Regions from separate parts of the Rattus norvegicus genome. Here region 2 is linked to region 1. The links are chromatin contacts, called in public Hi-C maps. All regions are on one chromosome and are shown on one strand. Each heading gives the region's core, a stretch centred on a gene start, on an enhancer-like site or on the middle of the called end of the contact. The rest is flanking DNA. Distances are from core to core; before and after follow the strand shown. Region 1 holds the start of Sdc2 (syndecan 2). Region 2 overlaps Cpq (carboxypeptidase Q).

Region 1 (3,497 bases), core at 16-2,515:
ATGTCTGTCTGTCTTGTCTCTCTCTCTCTCTCTCTCTCTCTGTGTGTGTGTGTGTGTGTGTGTGTGTGTGTGTGTGTGTGTGTTAAAGGTACAGAGCTTTTATATGGTATGGCTTGAGATTTGGAGTAGCATTTGCCTACAACATAGTTATGTATTTTTTAACACATCCCACATGATAATAAAATAGTGACTAATACTGAAAAGTCCCCGTCCTTTATAAATGGGCATTACAGAAGAAAATGGATCCACAATTCATTCAGTTCCTAAACCCAACAGGAAAACAGCGGCGGGCATTAGAAGGGTATGCGCCTGCCTGGTTCTGTAGCACCACACAGCACTGACCTTTATGCAAGAGATACACAGTCATTGTTTTCTTAAAGCCAGAAACGACTTTCCCCTTCTCTGAACTTTTATTTCATTTGCTATTATCTACAATCTCTAATTTTTCATCCCTATTTGTTGTTTCCAAATGTAAACAGTTTTACATTTTCCAAATGTAAAAATGTGGAAATTGACCTTAGATAATGCCTGAGGCAGGGTGTGTGTGTGTGTGTGTGTGTGTGTGTGTGTGTGTGTGTGTGTGTATGCGGGAAGGGTCTGAGGAGAATCTTAACAGAAACTTGCTACAGTCAGCTTCAGTCTTTTCTGAATTGCAATCTTTTGACCTGGTGACCTATGGGCACTGTAAGCGCTTGAAGGGGATCTATAAACTTTCTCATTTTTCTCGTGACCCAATCCTCACAAGTCAGTAAGTCCGTCAAACCTTCGCCGATTTTTCTTTAGAAAATTAAAACGAAGAAAGGGAGAAGGAAAGGGAAAGGGAGAGAGAAAAGTGGTGGGAAGAGGAGAGGGCATTGAGAAGGGGAAAGAGAGACAGACGATGAAAGAGCACTAAGGTTTGCAGAGGCACGTTCCCGGGGCAGCCACAGTGCGGAGCTGCGGGCGCCCACTGGCTCTGGGAATTGCCAATCACAGAGTAATCCCGGCAGAATTTCTCCCGGGTTTATCATGGAGTCCTGGCAACCTCCTTTCCCCCAGTCGCCCGGAGGAACCCTGAGCTGCTTGCTAGGAAAGGAAGAAAGGTGGGGGCGGTAGAGGCGGAGGCGGAGCAGGACCAGGGAGAGGACGCGGAGGGGGGTGGTGTGGGATCGAGGGGAGGACCTGGGAGGCGGCGGCGGCGCGCAGAAGGAGGGGCGCTGCAGCCAAGCCACCAGCCCAGCGGCTGTACTCCAGATACTCCTGGAGCTCGGGCCCCGCGGATCGCGCGTCCCCTCCGTTCTGCATCCCCAAACTTCAGCCGCAGCTCTGTTTCAACCCATCGGCTGCTTGCTTCAAATCAGACAGCACCGCGACCCAGACACCCGAGTCCGCGGAGTGAAAGCACAACGCCGAGTAGGACCAGACCAGGAAAATAGACTCGTGAAGCAGCAACTCTGGATTGGGAGGGCAGAAGCCAACAAGTGAGAAGGCGCGGCGTTTCCGGGGCGCTGTGCGAAAGCTAGAGCAGGCGCCAGAGAAGACAGCTCGAGCTCAGAACCCGAGACCAAGCCTCTCTCCCGGAGGCAGCTCAGCTCCTATCTTCTCTAGGCCCGCTGCAGCGTGCGCTGGGCTTCGTTTTATGCGGGTACGAGCCACGTCCCCGGGGAATATGCAGCGTGCGTGGATCCTGCTCACCTTGGGCTTGATGGCCTGTGTGTCGGCAGAGACGGTGAGTGGGCCCAGCCTGGGACGTGCGCTGTTATGGGTGTCCAGGCAACTAGAGGAGCCAGTGGGTAATTGGGGAGCGCCACCTGGGGGATCCGCCACCCCTGAACGTGGGGCTACTTAGATGTACTGAGACAAATGAGCTTGTTTTTCCACCACTTGCCCCTGGTCCCTTCTTTTCTCAGCACAGTTGAACTGCTACAGGGGGTTACCTACCCTATGTCTTCGGGGATGGGGGCACAAGACTTGGAGTTTGCTGACCCCAAAGGCCCCTAAAGTCACTCCCAACTTTCTGCCTTTGGGGGATTTCGTGGTGTGGTCCAGGAAGGACAGAGGGCTAAGAGCTGGTTACTAGAGCACCACTAAGGGTTAGAAAAGGAGCCGGTAAGCTCTGCGCGCTGGACAAGCCCCAGGGATGAGTTGGAACTTTGGGGAGGATCTGTTCCTCTAGACACCATCCTCCCTACTTCAGGCTTTCAGCTTGTCTGAAGGCAAGTTTAGGGAGATAGGACTCATATTAAAGAAACCGAGAGTATCTGGAGAGGAAGTTTCTAAAAGTTTATTTGTTTAATGCTCCATGTTGCTGTGGCAAGGCACCCACACTATGTGGAGAAGCAGTCGGTGGTCTATACGGAGGCTGCTGGCCGCGTGGAGCTTTTTGGAATAGGCCTGGGCTCTCTGGCCTCTGCGATCTTCCACTAACCCTCCTCGTGGAGTGAAGCCGGGGGCTGTAGTAGAGAGAGGAAATCTTAATCCGGGTGGCTTTGGAATGTCGCAAGATGGAAAGATGAGGGTGCTTGTGACTTACTTGGCTTTGGTCTCTGACTGCTGGGGGATGAATACCTCTTTCCTGCCACCCTCATGATTCCTGTGAGACTATCTTCTTCCACTACCAGCTTCTTTCCTTCTCGGTGGCGGTGGGAACTTGATTTCTGATCCGGATTGTGTTTCTGGGGTTGGAGTTGATTTCTCTGCGTTGCCCAATGAAAGCACTCCTGGGCTCTCAGCTAGTGTGGCAGCCCCTACCTGGGCCACTACAGCTCTGTTTTGGCAAGTGGGAGTCCAAGCGCCTTCTATTGACATGCAGTCCCAGGGCTGCCAGCTCAATTAGGGAATGATCCTTTCTTTCACTCTTGTTCCCTATGCTCGTCCTTTGGCATTTAGTGAGTTGCCCAATACGAATTAATGGAAAAGCCCCTTTGAAGACACCGTAGATCTTTAGCTGGAATGGATACTCTCCCCACTTTTGACCCTTGGACGATTGGGAAACATTTTTGGCATTTAGCAGAAGATGGACATTTGTAATCAGGGGTAGGGTGGGGGCACTGCTGTGTGGGCCAGCAGATCACTGTACAGTGTTCGAGGCTGGGGGACTTAGAGTTGGAAACTCCATAGGATAAGCAAATATTTGAGTGATTGGGATGTGAAAACACACTCTGAAACTTACTTGGATTTCCCACTGGCAAAAGATGTTTAATCCACTGACATTAGTAATCTCTCTCAGCTAGTTCTGAACTTGCTATGAACTAAATTGGAGCTATTCTGTGTATAGTTCAGATAAAAAACAAAACAAAACAACATAAAACAACAACCACAACAACCATTGCTATGTAGCTGTGCAAAACAGGGCAAAGAAAGAGCTCAATTAAATTATTTTCCAGAGAGGATCTTGTAAACTGTGCAGAATCGGGGACCTTCACTTTGCAGAACCTGGTTCAGAGATTTGCTAGGAAAACAGCCCCTTGGAGCTTCTGAATGGGTTTGATAGCTTCTTAAGGCATGGTGGGGTTTGG
Region 2 (3,520 bases), core at 501-3,000, 350 kb after region 1:
ATGTGCCTTTGATCTTGAACAAAGAAGCCGGATTAGAGTATCAGAAACCTTAACTATAGTCCATAATCACTAAAAATAGGACTTTGTGGTATATTACTTCAAGTTGGAAATTTTTTCATTTATTCTTAGGTGGACAGGACATAGATTGTTTGGAGGTTGAAATATGCTTTGCCGTAGGAAGCTGGAAGTGAGTGTTTCTTTCATTCCTGCATTATATGTAGCTGAAGATATAATAGCAAGAAGTCAGCATGGGAGACACAGGATGACAGACATGAAGCTTCATTTCCTGGGGACTTTTTGGACCAGACCATAGACACACTGTTGTGTGTTTGGTCTAATGATGCTTATATCATGTTAATTTGGAGCCCCAAAATTTCACAAGAACTCACATGTCTGCATGTAAGACACTGAGGGAACTCTGCCCTCAGTTAAAAGCTAGTTGATATTTCTATTGCTACTAGACAAACTCTATTGCTGTTAAAGTTTGTCTTCCTGGGAAATTGTACAGCTATTGCCCCTTTGGTTATACACACTGATAACCCTCTACAATCAAAAGGAAGAGGTGTTTTGCTTCATTTTATATTACAATTAAGTAACCTTTATAACCCTTGAGGACGTCTGGGCTTCTGGCCATATTCTTGGAGGATTCTAGAATTTTCCTCCCACCCTGACTCCCAGTACCATGCTAGTGTGATTCCAGTGAATCTCTAGTGCCTTCCCAACTGCTTTTCTTTATAGCTCGGTGAATACCCCATCTTAGATTTCATGCTCTGCCACTTGTAATGACTGCTCATAATAAAACCAAGATATGACCAGCAGTTTTTAAAAGGTTGGAATCTTCCCAGGATGTGCAATGTGTCTTCCACAAGGGGACAGCTGTGATGAGAATGAGGGGGCTTACTACCTCTTTTTCCATGGATATAAAACTTTGTTATGGTAAACTAACCCTGTGATATCATATAAACTGCTGGCATTCTTGGTTATTTTAATGACCACTCCTTATTGCCTAATACTAAGCATTACCATCTGTCCCGTTCTTAATTATAAATGCAGCAAGAATTCACAATTACATCAGCAACAGTGGGAATAAAATGGATCTTGAGGCCTGTGCTTGCCACAAGGCAGCCCTCCTCTGATTTTTTCCTTCCACCGGAGGCACTGGTTAGAGAGGAGAATCTCTCGTCCTCTTCTCAGTATACTACAGTCAGAGGATCATAAACACTTCTTAGTGAGATGGAGAGCTGTGTATTTTCTGTCTTCAGAGCTAGGGAGTGTGTGGGCAGTTCTTTCTCACACTATTGGAAGTAGACGATGTGATCATCCTGCTGTTATTGGCCAGTGTTTTTGTGAAAAGAGAGGTTGTTGTAATAACCTAATGCTATGAATCACATCCATTCCCCAGAGAAGGGGTGGGGGTGGAGAAGCTTTTGTCATTAGACTGCCTTGTCAATGGGAAGAAAATAAAGAACTATTTCTGGAGAAAAATTATGTAGAAATTGAAGACATAGTCACATCAGATTACTTAGGCTTTTTTAAGGTGGAAAATTTAATTAAATTATATGATTTATAAAATTACAACTCTTTAAAACTATCTCCTACAACAACACAATTGCTCTCTTTTCCGTCTACAGTGCTTGATCGAGCTGCTCATGGTGCTGGAAGTGAGCAGAACAGGGTATCCTCTGAGCCACTCTGGTGTGCTTGGAGTCCTCATGACTTTCAGCGCCTCGGTCGTCTCCCACTCTGGTATTGGGTAGCAGGGAGATTCTTGTGGAGTTTGCTATTTGGATTAATAGAGATATGTGAACCCAAGCCTCTCTGTGTGTTTCTCTGTGTCTCTGGGTCTCTGTGTCTCTCTGTCTTTCACTCTCTCTGTCTCTCTGTCTCTGTCTCTGCCCCCTGCCCCCCTTGTGTGTGTGTGTGTGTGTGTGTTCATGATATATGAAAAAAAGCTATTCTACAAAGGCTTAGTGCTTTGCCCCATGTCTTATTATACTCATTCATGGTGGACCTGTAATTAGAAGTCATGTTTTCCAAGACTGTTCCTTCCATGTCGCATCTAGACACTTTGTTAACATTTTTCCATTCTTAAGAATGGAAAATTTACTTTCGCAAAGAATAACTATAATAATGACCGTTTGTATGCTAGGGTATTTTATGTTTTTTTTCAGAAATCTTCAAAGTACTTTTAATACATGTATTTCCATTCAACATCATGAAACAGTGTTGTCATCTTATCCTTACTTTCAACCTACAGCTGAGGAAGTAGAAACTCTGAAAGGCCAGGTTTCTTGTTAACATCTTGCTGAAAGCCTAAACCAGGTCTGTCAGACTCAAAGCTTGTGGACTTTAGGTGTTTCTGAGAGGACTGTCAATTTTATATGACTGCACATAGGACATGACTGAAAGATAAAACAACACCAATACACATCATTTAATAACTGTGGTTGAGACATTTGTAGTGTCATGTGTGTGTGCGCATGTCTGTTTGTCTGTCTGTCTGTCTGTATGTATGTATATATGTATGTCTCTTTGTCTGTGTGCTTATGTACCTACATGCCACAATACACTTATGGAGGTCAGACACAGCTTACTGAAGTCATTTTTCTTCTTTGACCATGTGAACCCTAGCTACAGAAATCAGGTCATCAGGCTTGGTGGAAAGGTCCCTTTACCTGCTGAGCCATCTTGCTAGGTCAAGAATTGTTTTAGGATGAGGTAACCAAAGCATTTTTCTTTACTTATGTCAATATTTCTGTACTTTGTGTGCATTTAGTCCCATGGGTAAGAAACAAAAAGCATGAGGCTGCTGGTTGGTAATGAGAATAGTTACAAAACAAAACAAAAACAGAACAAACCATATCAGACAACATCTACAAAAGCTCTTCTGTCCACATGACAATAAGTAGCTCATTAATGAAGAGACGTCTACATTTCGCTGTCAAAGTTCAGTTCCAGACCAGTAAGGGTCAAGCTGGTGCACGTTCTCAGTGAAGGCCTGAGAACTCAAAGGTTGGCAAAAAGAGAGAAACCTGAGTCCCAAGTTTGTCTCTTCCTACCATTACTCTCCTCCAGGTGGGAAGTTCCTTCTGCACTCAGCTGGCCTCTGGGCTCCTATTCATTTCCATTCTATTCTATTCTATTCATTTCCAGTGTGGTTTAATGATTCCTCATGATAACAACACCACAGTGGCTTCCCTCCTCTGTGTAAGGCTCTCAACCCTGCTGGCAGGCTGTCCCTGAGCTGTCTGCACCTATGATATGGTAAACAAGCTCCTGAAAACCAATCCTTTTGAACAATAAAACTAAATATTTTAATCTTGGAAAACTCATGTCGGGAAAATGCTAAATGTAAGCATTAACATTCGGAGCTTTACCCGTGTGGCCTGATTCAGTCTCCTTTGCCATTTCTTTTTGCAAAGTCTGTGGATAATTTATAGAACCCAGGCTTACAAAACAGCCAGAAGCAGCCCTGTTCTGATGAGAGAAGCATGGGCTAAAGAGTCAGCCAGCCCTGAGG

The links. Hi-C and Micro-C count contacts between places; a contact is called where the count stands out from the background.
Region 2: a Hi-C map of the Rat2 cell line shows a contact between it and region 1, with 5 times the contacts expected there. The contact joins the enhancer-like site here to the promoter of Sdc2 in region 1. A contact is called at or near these places in 2 of 12 Hi-C or Micro-C datasets (the Rat2 cell line and Schwann cells) and 1 of 1 datasets of contacts at active chromatin or transcription factors (oligodendrocytes).

Annotation. Positions count from the first base shown.
Region 1 is chr7:66,011,140-66,014,636 of GRCr8, forward strand. Sdc2 (syndecan 2) reads left to right here and starts at 1,266. Exons shown (of 5, transcript NM_013082.4): 1 at 1,266-1,708. The coding sequence starts at 1,619.
Region 2 is chr7:66,357,376-66,360,895 of GRCr8, forward strand. All of the region lies in intron 5 of Cpq (carboxypeptidase Q), which reads left to right. Among named protein-coding and RNA genes, the nearest start is that of Cpq, 210 kb to the left of the region's middle. Within about 2 kb of position 1,751, at least 13 of the 93 cell types and tissues checked have an H3K27ac peak or open chromatin away from gene starts, as enhancers often do.